2 separate regions of the Vulpes vulpes genome follow, and region 1 is linked to region 2. A link is a contact called in public Hi-C data. All regions are on one chromosome and are shown on one strand. Each heading gives the region's core, a stretch centred on a gene start, on an enhancer-like site or on the middle of the called end of the contact. The rest is flanking DNA. Distances are from core to core; before and after follow the strand shown. Region 1 holds the start of AMMECR1L (AMMECR1 like). Region 2 holds the start of SAP130 (Sin3A associated protein 130).

The links. Hi-C and Micro-C count contacts between places; a contact is called where the count stands out from the background.
Region 1: a Hi-C map of skeletal muscle shows a contact between it and region 2, with 2.5 times the contacts expected there. The contact joins the promoter of AMMECR1L here to the promoter of SAP130 in region 2. A contact is called at or near these places in 2 of 3 Hi-C or Micro-C datasets (both in skeletal muscle).

The regions. Positions count from the first base shown.
Region 1 is chr5:2,867,562-2,873,620 of VulVul3, reverse strand. AMMECR1L (AMMECR1 like) reads right to left here and starts at 2,042. Exons shown (of 8, transcript XM_072757452.1): 1 at 1,667-2,042; 2 at 48-157. It overlaps LOC140598961 (a long non-coding RNA gene), which reads left to right and starts at 2,069. Exons shown (of 2, transcript XR_012001468.1): 1 at 2,069-2,583; 2 at 2,851-6,059.
Region 2 is chr5:2,729,853-2,736,434 of VulVul3, reverse strand. SAP130 (Sin3A associated protein 130) reads right to left here and starts at 1,281. Exons shown (of 21, transcript XM_026015676.2): 1 at 580-1,281.

The sequences.
Region 1 (6,059 bases), core at 793-3,292, 140 kb before region 2:
CAGCAACAAATTCTAAACATTCTAAATATGTCCAAGATAATACTCACTGAAAGCAGATAGTTTGTATTGCCAGGGGAACAGCTATAATAGAGGAGGGGAACTATTTTGTCTCTGAAATGAGCCTTCTTCCTTCCGATTCCATTCCTTCTTCCTGTACCTAAGATAGAAATGCAGGTGCAGTGAATGAACAAAATCAAGGCGGTCCAGAAGATAGGGTTTTTGAAAAATCACAACTCATAGGGCAATTTCTAGAAAAAAAAAAGAAAAAAAAAAGAAAAAAAACAAAAGCTAGGAACAAGCTCTCCCTACTTCAAAACATTTCAAAATCTAAATACAAGGTAGCAATGGCAGTCCTGTGCACTGAATCACCTCATCCTTGGTGTCATCACCAAGCAGGGAGGACGCGGAGGATCAAAGGTTTTATTGAACCTGAACATGAGACGCACGGGATAGCTTCTTCCACCGCTAATTTAGATCAAAACTTGCTCTCAGGCCAAGATATACCATCTCAGGGCCCTCCCACTGGCTTCAGAATACACACATATTCTCAAGTCCTCTGCAAAGACGGTGTCGAAGAATTACTGGACAGCACGCCAGGGTCCTGGGGACAGGCCATCTTGTCACCCCAGGTGGAGGTGCTAATTGTTGGTGAGTTCTTCATCTTCACTATTAGTCGTGCATGAATCTCTTCAACAACTCCCCCTCCCCCCACCCCCCACCCCCCCAGGGTTAGGGAATCAAGCTATTCCCAACGATGTAAACAGGAGACTCCAAGCCCCACCCACACTATCCAAGGAGAGGGCAGTGAAAGAGGATAGGCCCGGAGGGATGAGGGTGAGGGAGTGTGGCAAAGTGAGGAGTTCAGGTCAGGACAGCGAAGGGAGGAGGGCGAGGGATGAAGGGCAAAACCCACAGCCCGGGAAGGAGAGTTTAAGGGGGAGGGCGATGGGGATGGGGATGGGGCTGGGGCTGGGGCTGGGGCTACGGTGCAAAAGGGTGGGGCTGGGGGAAAAGAGAAGAGCAAGAGGAGAGGCAGCCTGAAGACTCGGGCAAGAGCGGACGGCGGAGTGGGGAGGGGCAGAGGCGGGCAGGAGCGCTGGGGGGGGTGGCGGGCAGAGTACGGGGCGCCGGGGGAGCCGGGGGAGCTGGGAGGCGCCGGAGCGGCCGTCGGGCGGCGAGGGCCGGGCCGCGGGGGCGGAATCCGGAGGCCGGGCCGCGGCGGGGGCGGCGGGGGCGGCGGGGGCGGGCTCGGGGCGGGGGGCTCGGGGCGGGGGCCGCCAGGCGGCGCCGGAGACCACCAAACTTTACCGAGACACACAGCGCTCGCCGGAGGGAGCGCGGAGGGCGCCCGAGCCTTCCCGGCCTCGCCTCACCCCCCGGGCGGCCGCCAGCGCCTCCCCCGCACGGCCCCCGGCCCCCGGCCCCCGGCGGGGACCCGCCCGCAGGCCCGCAGGCCCCGCCCGCCCCGCCTCGCCCCGGCCTGCCCCGGCCTCGCCCCGGCCTCGCCCGGCCTCCGGCGGCCCCTCCCCCACGCGCTCCGGGACCCTCGGCCCTGACCCCGGAGCCCCCGCCCCGGGCCCTGCGCTCGCCCCAGCGTGAGGAGGCCCCGCGGGCAGCCGGGCCGGCGCGGGGAGGAGGAGGGCGCGGCGCAGCCCGAGTTTCCCACCTTCTCTCCTGGCCCAGACGCAGCCGCGGTGGACGGGACCTCTCGCGCTCTGCCCTCTCCTCCTGCTTCATGGAGCCATGCGCCTGGGTGGGGGCTCCCGAGAGAAGCGGGCCCGGGGCGGGCGGGCGGGCCGGGCGCGCGGCGCGGACGGGGCGGGGCGAACAAGGCCGGCGGCGGCGGGCGGCGGGCGGAGGAAGCGGCGGAGGAGGCGGCGGGCGGCCGGCGGCGGTGGCGGCGGGGAGGAACTAGAGGTATTCCCCGGGCGGCTGGAGGACTGAGTCGCGCCGGGACCCGGGTCCTCCAGTATCCCAGCAGCCACCGGAGGCAGTGAGGTAATGGAGGAGGAATGTAGGGAGTCCTCCAGCGGACCACACGCCCTCTAGCGAGCCGCGAAGACCATAGAGACTCGGGGCCGCCGGAGCGCCGCCCCGCCACTGTCACGTGGCCCGATCCGCGCACTCCATTGGCTGGCGCCGGCTCGACGGGGCTGAACTCTGAGCGCCGCTTCCCACCCGTGGGCCGAGCCCCGGCAGTTGGGAGGAAGGGGCCTGCGGCGGCGGTTCGGGGGCCGGCGGCTGTCCTCGGAGCTCGGCTCCGCGCTCCGCCCGCCAAGCCGCCGCACTGCCGGCCGGGCCGCCCGGCGTCTGCGAGAGAGCGCGAAGCGCGCGGGGAGCCCTGGGGCGGGCGGCGGCGTCCGAGCCCCCAGCCCCGAGCCCCCGAGCCCCGAGCCCGCGGCCCTTCTCCTGGACCGCGCGGGCCTCCTGCCGCCGCGGGGGCTGCAGGCTGCGTGCCGGGCTCGTCCTGGACGGAGAAGGGCCAGCAGCGCCAGCCCCTGGGCCAAGGCCCAGCCTCCGCCCGAAGCCCCTGAGTTCCCAGGCTGGAGACGCTGCCCCCTCCCCGGCAGGACCGACTGCGCAGTAAGGCCCCACGGGCGCGCCCCTCGGGACCCGGCGGGGGAGGGTCTCAAACACCAGGGCAGGGCGTGTTGGGAAGTTAGGAGGGAATGACTTGGACTTGCAGTACTTGCGGTCTGGTTTGGGGACCCGGCATTCCTAATTACGGGTGCGGCTGCAGTGCCTCCTGCTTCCCGACCCCGACCCTTCCCGGCGCCGCGGCCAGCAGGTGCATGCCCGCTTTTATTTATTTATTTATTTTTTAATTTTTTCTTTATTTATTTATGATAGTCACAGAGAGACAGAGAGAGGCAGAGACACAGGCAGAGGGAGAAGCAGGCTCCATGCACCGGGAGCCCGACGTGGGATTCGATCCCGGGTCTCCAGGATCGCGCCCCGGGCCAAAGGCAGGCGCCAAACCGCTGCGCCACCCAGGGATCCCCGCATGCCCGCTTTTAAAGCCACGCCAGGCTCGTCAAGAGCACAGGCTCAAGCCCACATGTAGGCTGTTTTGTGTTTTGCTCTCCTGTTTATGCACAAAGGAATCCTTAAACGCGTTTGTCCTCAAAGAGCAAAAGAGAAGTATCTAGTAAAAAATGCAAATCGTAATCTTGACAGCGAAGCTTTCCAGCAAAAAAACTTCTGCTCTAGAATGCATAATGTACTCGAGCGTAATAAGATCTGCTACTACAGACTTTTTAGCATAATTACCTGTAGACAGCGAAAACTGAGGAAACCGACTATCTGGTTGGTGTCTCTTGGGCCCAGGCTCTCAGAGAACCTAGTGAAGGGCAACAGAGAAAGGAATAGGCAGCTCTGCCTTGCAGAACAGGAGGTGACTTTAAAAAAAAAAAAAAAAATTCTGTAGCAGCCTTGAGGATTCCTGTCACAGTCTTGACACACTTATCTGCTGTTGAGGCCACATTTGCCTCTTTCCAACCTCCGCCTGCCTGAAAACTACAAATTAGAGGACTGTGTGGCCCACAGCTGGAAATACAGGAGGCAGCAAACCAGAGGTCGATTTTTGTTGTTGCCTCTAAATAAGGAGAGGGAATTCTGACTTAAAATAGAATAAATTTCACATACTGAAGATTTTTCCAGCTGAAAGTCTTAAAATATGGCATCTGGAAAGGGCCTTAGTCTATTGCTCCCATGGCGGTACTATATCGTCATTAAACAGCCCACAGATAAGGGACTTATGGCTCCCTGGTTATCAGGCTGTCAGGAGGTAAATGATGGAACTACGCTAGACTTGAAACACTCCCGAATTAAAACAAAAACAAACCTTGCGTTGAGCTGTAGAAAGAGGCATTCTACTGAGAAGTAGAGTCCGGATGCTGTGCCCATTGTTAACTGATGCTGAACGGCAAGCGTTAGAACTTTTGAAAAGTCACTTTGAGATCACCTCCTATCAGTAAGCAACAGTTGGAACGGATGCAAAGATAGGCAGGGGGAAGAAACCAAGGGCAATATATGCCAGGATGCTGTGTCTTATTTATTTTCTCACTTCCTGCACAAAATAGAGAAACCTGGTGCCTAGGAGGCACTAATTATTTGTAACCCGGATAAGTGAAGAAGAAAGCCAGCAAGCAGCAGGAATGTAATGTAGCTGGGAAAGGGAACTGTAGCTCAAGCCCTCTGCATGATCTTGAAATGTCCTTCCAATCTGCTGTGATATAACTGCACTATATCAGAATAGCTCAAATCATCTGCTTCCAGATGCACAGCTTCCCATTATTTCCTACCTTGAATGGTTAAGAATATATAGTGATATAAGAGACTAGATTTAATTGTTTCCACCCCCAAAAAGAAATAATTATGTGACATGATAGAAGTGCTCGCTAACCCTATAGTGCAGTATATAAGTGTATCAGATCACCAGATTGTACACCTTAAACATACACAATGTTATATGTCAATTATATATCAATCTAAAAAGTTCTATATGGTCATGATTAGGGGAGTGCACTCTGGAATCAGGCTGTGTTCAAATTCCAGCCCTGAAATGAATACCCGTGAACCTAGAGCAAGTTAAAGCATAATAACTCTGATCATGAAATTTAAATAAGTTTACACGTGAAGCCATTATAGGATTAGCACGTCAAAGACGCTCAATAACTGTGAAACTTACTAGTACGAGGGTATTGTGGTAAACATGAAATTGACCTGTACGATAGACATACCCATTCTTTTGGATTTGCACCTTGGATGAGCAATGCACTGACGCATTAAAGGCATTTGCGAACCTATAGTAATGAAATAAGGTTTCACAAAAGATACTGATAGGGTAACAGATTTTATCTGTCTCACTTTACAGACTGATATGGGTCCGGTCTTAGTAGGAGATACAGTCTGAATCTGTGCTCTGATCTCCACGAAAAGCAGGCACAGAGAAACTATAATCTCCTTCAGAGATACTGCCTGACTCTTGTGTATCTTCCATAGGATATAGTCCAGTTGGGCACTTAAAAGGGATGATGACTACTAATCTGATTAAAATAAATCTTGAAGGGGGCGCCTGGGTGACTCAGTCGATTGCCCATCCAACCCTTGGTTTCAGTTCAGATCTTGATCTCATGGGTCTTGTGATGGGAGTCTTGTGTCTGTGTTGGGATCCATGCTCAGAGGGGATTCTGCTTAAAGATCCTCTCCCCCTGCTCACATGCACGCTCTCTCTCTCTAATACATGAATAAAATCTTAAAAAAAATTAAAAAATCTTTATCTGTATATACCAATGTCTACGTGGGTTGAATGTTTCAGAAATATGAAATAGTTCAAATAAACTGAAAAGATCCACAGTATTTTGTTTTGTGGTAGAGTTAAACCACATTACTCTGATAAGTTTTTTTTTTAAAAGATTTTATTTATTTATTCATGAGAGAGACACAGAGAGGGAGTGACACAGGCAGAGGGAGAAGCAAGCTCCATGCAGGGAGCCCAATGTGGGACTCGATCCAGGTATTCCAGGATCACGCCCTGAGCCGAAGGGAAATGCCCAACTGCTCAGCCACCCAGTCATCCCTCTGAGAAGTATTTTTAAACTTTGCATGTCACTTGGGTACACAATTTAACATCAAGAAGTTTCTAAACTTCTAGTTATTAATGGTGAAATAAATGAAACCAAGTTGGTAAGTTCAAGTCATAAATTCATTTATTCTGTAACTACTCTTAATATTTAGTCTGTACTGAGAATTTTATATTACTTTTTTTACTGAGATGTAAATGCACAAATCTTAAGTGTACAGATTGGCTGACTCGTACTTTAGCATACATCCATGTAACCAAATTAAGATGTAGAAATTTCAAGCAGCGCAGAAGACGCCCTTGTGCCTTCACCCAGATACAAATCTCCCTTCAGAAAATAACCATTATTTTGACTTGTATCACCAGTCATAGTTTTGTTTGTTCTTGAATATCATAGAAATGGACTCATACAGTATGTATTCTTTTTGTCCTGGTTCTTTTGTTCAACAGAGAGAAAGGCATCTCTCTGGCTGGG
Region 2 (6,582 bases), core at 32-2,531:
GCGGGGCCGCACCAATCCGCGGAGGCCTGCGCGCTCTGGTCCCGCCCCTCCCTCCCGCCGACTCCCAGCCAATCACGCGCGCGCCTCGCCGGGGCAGCCCAAAGCCCTCGAGGCCGAGCCAATGGCAGCGGAGGGCGAGCGCTCCCGGAGAGGGGGGCGGGGGGGCGGCAGGCCCCGCCCCGGCCGGGGTCTGAAAGCGGCGGGCGCAGGGCCCGGATGTGGAGAGTCACTTTAAACTGCTCCAGGAGCCAAACTCCCTGGGCCGCCCGCCCGCCGGCGCTCCCCCGGCCGCTCCACTCGCCCGCCAGGGCCCACGCCCGCCACGCCCCCGAGCCCGAGACAGCCCACCCCTCCCCGAGTCTCTCCCTTCCGCGCCGCAGGACCCCAGGTTCCTGCCGCCGGCCCAACCGCCGTGCTCAGCTCGAGAAAGAGCCTCGGTCTGAGCCGCAGGAGCCGAAGCGCCGCTGCCCTTCCCCAGGGACGCAGAGGGACGGACGCTGCAGCCCGGCTCGGCCGCCCCGCCCCCTCGTCTCCTCCCCTCCCCTCCCCTCCCCTCCCGGGCGCCCGTCCCGCCATTACCTGGGTGCTGCGCCGAGGGGCCGTCGCGCCACCTCGAGCTCGCTCCCGTGCGCTCTCCGCCTGCGGGGCCGACGTCCTCGGGCTCCGGACCAGCCGCCGCAGCCGGGGCGCTAGCACTCTGTCCCCCACCCCTCAGCCCAGCGCCGCTGCTTCCGCCGCCGTAACGAGCCTCTCCCCTATTGGCTGGGTCAAGCCCCGCCCCCCTCTGGGGAAGCCAGTCACCGCTCGGCGTGAGCGGGAGATCGGACGGGCCCGCCCACTGGGCCCGCGGGGGCCTCTGGGAAATGTAGTCTCTGGGGCCCGGAGGGCGGGCCTGGGCGGGATCTGCGGGCGACCCGGCCGGTGCAACACACCCCTTTGCTGCTAGGAGCGGGTTCTCTGCCTTTTTCCTTTGCCTCGTAAAGAGGTAGCGGATCCCACCCTTTTCCTCCACTGACGGCGCTAGACTTCATTTTCCCACGGGAGGTGCGGCACGGGCAGAGGGTGATGGAGGCCGACTGCAGCGGGGCGAAGAGGCCGCAGCAGGACCGAGGGTGGTCCTGCCTGTGCTCACTTCCCCGCGCCGCGTTGTGGGACTTGATGTCACCACCCAAGGCGACGGCTGGCGAAGCCTGCGCATCGCTGGAGGATCGGGCGCGCTGAACCGGAGCGGCTGTGCGGTGTGTGCAACCGGCGCGCCGCCCCGAGAGCCGTGCGCGGCTCCGCGAGGCAGCCCCAGGCCGTGCACCGGGGGTAAAGCCCGCTGGCTCCGAGCGGCCCCGGTGCACGACTCGGGCGCTGTGCACTGGCTCCGTCGGTCTAGGCTGCAAAGAAGCGAAGGGGATGGTGCTGCTTTGTTGTTGTTTCGTTTGGGGTAGACGATTGGAGTTTGCACACTTGTGCAAGTCTTTTTTTTTTTTTTTTAAGATTTTATTTATTTATTCACGAGAGACACACAGAGAGAGGCAAAGACACAGGCAGAGGGAGAAGCAGGCTGCATGCAGGGATCCCCTTGTGGGACTCGATCCCGGGTCTCCAGGGTCACGCCCTGGGCCAAAGGCAGGCTCTAAACCGCTGGGCCACCCAGGGATGCCCACCCTTGTGGAAGTCCTAGCCAAAAATCTTGAAGCAAAATTCGGATCTGTTAATAGACATTACCTGCCCCTTCTCCTTTCCCAGTCGGTAATTTAGGCCTGGAGTTTTGTGGCTAGTTAGAAATAAGTAGGGGTGGAGCTCCTCCTTCCTATCCTGCACAGCTGGGTAAGATAACTGCTTGCTAGGAAGACAGCAGCTCATAGCAACAAGGATGACTCTCAAGTACCCTCTCCTTCCTCAAGCTACTTTCCTTCCCTCTTCAAATTTCTTCTAAATGTAACTGATGTGATGCACTTGAGCCTCCTCTCTTGCTAGGCAGTCTATGACTCTTGCTGGATTCTGCTCCTGCCGCCCTTCTCAAACTGCTTCCCAAAAGTTGCCGGTGATCTGTTTTACGGAGTGGTCCTTGCTTAGCTCTTACCATGTCTTACCGACAGTAATTCCATTTAACGTTTATCCCGTGGCCTCTATAACCGCACTCCCTCCTGGTTCTACTCCTATCCGTATCAAGCTCCATTATACTTCTTTTTTTCTCACAAATACAGCACTCGCCAAGGGCCCAACCGTCTTATAATGCTCTACTATCTTCCTAACTAGTTTAATGCATTCTTGAAAATGACTCAAAATCTTATCCACACAGTGACTTCTCTCTGAGTTGTACACCTACAGTTCCACAAATATGTCTCCCAACCCTCTGAAAGGTAACGGATTGAACACCTTTTTTGATTTGCCTTATCTATGCCCTCCTTCTGATTTCTGGGTTTGATGAATGACATCACCATCCTCTCTGCCTTTGGTTTTATTGTTGTTATTTTTCACTTTTCTATCACCCAATGTCACCATATGTACCTCTGTACTGCCTTTCCGGTGGCTTCCATAATCTTGGCTCAAGCTTTCACTATTTCTTGTCTGGATTATAGTAGTGCTGTAATCGAGTGCCCCCACCTGAATCTCTTTCTACTCCCAATATGACCTCCACAGACTTCTCTTCCTAAAACATTAATCTGAGTCCATTCTTCCCTTCCATGATGTTCCAATGACTTCAGAATAAATCTTTAAATCCAGTATTGAAGGTCTTGATAATTTAGTCCCTCCAACTCAAACATAGGATACTCTCTCAACAGTAGTTTCCACCAATTCTCCACATAGTTTGACTTCCAGGGTTTTGCTCAAGGCTGATGTACCTTCTATAAGGCCTCAACCTTCAGCAATCACCTGGTAGAGTTCCACCAATTCTGCACTACCTACCTGGAAAGAAAATTATTTATCTTCTCCTACAAGCCTTCCTTGAACTCCTCCCCCGCCCCCCCCCCCCCCCCCACAGGATACTTTCTGAAACTTCTTCAGTACCTCTAATATAGCACTAATCTGTCTACTCTATATTCCTCCTGGAGTAGGCAGAGAGAGAAATTAATCATGTTTGTATCTCCAGTCAACAGGAAGGATTCAATAAATGTTTGCTGAGTATAGTCGCAAACACATCATAGTACATGGATGAAATCTGAGTTTTCCTCAGTTACTAGGGACAGCCTCTGCTGCTTTATTCATGCATGTCTCTTGTCCTTCATATCATGGACACTTGAAGGAAAATCCATGGTTATGTTGCTGGGTTTTAGAATCCCCACCACCGAGTTTGGTGTGCTGAAGGCACACCAAGACAATCCTTGTACCCCAGCTGGGCTGAGTCCTCCATACATCCCAAATATTCAAGCCTCCTGTCAGTTTCAGGTGCTTTTCTTGGGTCTAGATAATGATATTGCTCACATAAGGTAGTGTGGATGGATTGAGCAAAGACACCAACAAACACCACACACTGGGTGGTTATCTAAAGGAAGGCAAATAACTACTGCCCTCTACCAACAAAGAGGACAGGGTCTCAATGCAAGTGTCCTGTGGTAGTGAAGTGTCAGTGGGTGGCCTATAAGTGTTGGTGGAGCTGTAGTAGGCTTTTGGCACTGGGCTCCTATGGTTCTCAGTCTGTAAGAACCTGGGTGGTCTAATGATACTCCTTGTGGTTCCTCTCAGTCCAGATGCTCCCCTTGGCCCAACTCTTAAGCCAGAGAAATCTAGTCCCATCCAGTTCACTCATCTGTAAAGTGAGAATGCCATTACTTCTCTCCAACTTATTGTATAGATTAAATGAGCTATAGATATAAAGGATGTGATGTTTTTGAACTTTGTCATATCCACTGTTTTTATAACCTTCATCTGTTTATAACCTTCATCTGTCTCAGGCAAGACTCACCATGTATTACCTCCTGGCACCACATTCTGTACCACTGTCCTTACCCCAAATGTACATGTGCTAGGTATGGTGGATAGATCGTAAGATGACTCCTTATGATCCTCTTTCTGGTGTTTATTCCCTTGTGTAATTCCTTTCCCATGAATGTGAGAAGGACCTGCGATTTGTTCTAATAGAAGATGGCAAAGGGGATGAGATGTCACTTCCTTGACCATGTTATGTTCTATGAGACTGTTTTGCTGTCAGACTTGCTCTAGAGACTTCTATTTGGCCTGATAAAGCAGCCATGTGACATGGCAAGGAACCATAGGTGGCCTGGTAGGAACTGCAAGCAACCTCTAGGATTGGAGGGTGGCTTCCAGAAAACATCTGCAAGAGTTTAGACCTTCAGTCCTACACACCAAGGAAATAAGTTCTGCCAACAACTGGGTGAGCTTGGAAGCTGATTCTTCCTTAGTCAAGCTTCCAGATGAGAACCTAGTCCAGTTGATACCTTAATTGTCACACCTGGACTCTTGACCCACAGAAACTATGAGATAATAAATGTGTGTTGTGGGAGTCGGGTGGAGGATGGGGTAACTGGGTGATGGGCACTAAGGAGGGCACTTGATAGGATGAACACTGGGTATTATACTATATGTTGGAAAATTTAATTTAAAAATATTTTAAAAAATAAATGTGTGTTGTGTTAAGCTGCTAAGTTTGTGGTGGTTTGTTATGCAGCAATAGCTACCTAATACACCCAGGGTAGGTGGCATCTGACGCTAGGGCATCTCTTCTATAGGCTGTCTTGAAGGAATATTCTGTCCAAACGAGAAAGAATATAACTATCCAAACTTCTCAATTCTCTCCAGAATTTGAAAGTATATAATTTGAAAGTAGAATTTGAAATCTAGAGAAGAAGAGAAGGAGCAGAAGCTGAAAAGCCTGAGCTTCATGAAAGCCATGAGGAAAGTGAGCCAGAAATAGGCTGAAGCCATAGACAGAAAAGAGCAGCATGGAGTTCCTAAGGACAACTGGTCGTCAGGGGAAACCCATAAAAGCAGCAACACATGGGGGCCAATTCACCAGGCAGTGGAGGGGAGATGGATAAACACCTCTTAGAAAGTCAGAGCAACCAGCTGACTAAATCTCTTTACCTGACCAGGAGCCCTGTGGGTCTTCATCTACAGCCCACTCTTCATGAGCCAGAGTGAACCTATCTTCTTTATAGCCATTCACAACTTGTTGATAAATTCACATTAATTTGAGTGAGTCTCACTATAGCTGCCCAAACATGTCAAGGTGAAGTATGAAGTCTGAAAGTAGACAGTGAAGAGTTGATGTGGTGGGTGCATTATCTATAAAGATCTAGATTACTGTCTCCTGCTCTGCCAAATTTCATCTGCTGCCTCATGATCCAGGGTGGCAGCACTGGCTCCAGCCATCTACTACTCTATTTCCATGCAACCGGTTTAATGTTAAGTGGACTGCAATTCAGTTGTGACACTAACCATGCAGTTAGTGCGGGCCTCACAGGTGGAGGGCAGAGTCCTCCACAGGCTGCCTTTACTTCCGAAGCCAGCCACAAGTCTCAGGGAGTTCCCAGGCCACCTGCACTTTTAACTTAACTGGCTAAAAATTCAGGGTTTCCCACGAATTTGTTTAATAATTCACTAGAATGATTCACAAAACTCAGGAAAGCATTATAGTTACAGTTTCATTATAAAGGATACACATAGGGCGAGGTCTGAAAGGAAGGAAACACCTTCCATACCCTCTCTTTATAGAATTGGGGTGCATCACCCTCCCAGCACATCAGTGTGTTCACAAAACAGGATGCTCCTCTGAACTTCAATATCCAGAAACTCTATCAATGTTTCATTATGTAAGCATGATCACTTAAATCATTGGCCACATGATTGAATTCAACTCCAGCCCCTTTTTCATCCTCAAAGGTGAAAGTCCCTGCCCTCTGCCCCAATCCTAAAGCTGCAGGGGTCACCTTATTAACATAACAAAATCACCCTTATCATCCAGGAAATCCCAGATGTTTTTGAACCTTGATGCTAGGAACCCAGCACAAAGACCACACAAATTATTTAATATACCGCACCATTACATCTGTATTTTAGCCAGGACTAAGGAGTAAAGGAGCCCCACATCCCTTCCTCTTAAAGATACTTACTGGAAGCTGCACAGGACTATTCTGCTGATATCTAGTGGCTGGAACACAGACACTGTGTTGCAAGGGACCCTGGGGACTGCAGGTGTTTTCTTTGACAGCAATGTGTCTAGCTAAAAATTGAAGATACTATTTTTAGGAAAGGAGGGAAGATTGGTCATTCAGTAGGCAATGGGTGGTATTTGCACGGAACCCATGCAAAGGAGGGAGAGAAACACGAAAGGCAGAAAGTTTTTTCATTTCAGCCTCTGTGGGAAGTTGAGATGTCAAGGAACCCACTAACATCGCTGTGAACAGTTTCCATAGTAACAAATGCCAGTGTCCTGGCCCCCTCCCTTGAGATCTGGTGATGGCTTCCAGAAGCAGAACTGTGAGTATGACCACATTAGAGGCTAGGTTACTGCCTATGGTGTCAAGAAGGACAAGAGAAATCACCCCAGCATCCAGAGGCGAAGACAATAGCACACATCCCAATGGAACAGACAGGATGAATGGGCCACTTATTCCACCAATAGACTGA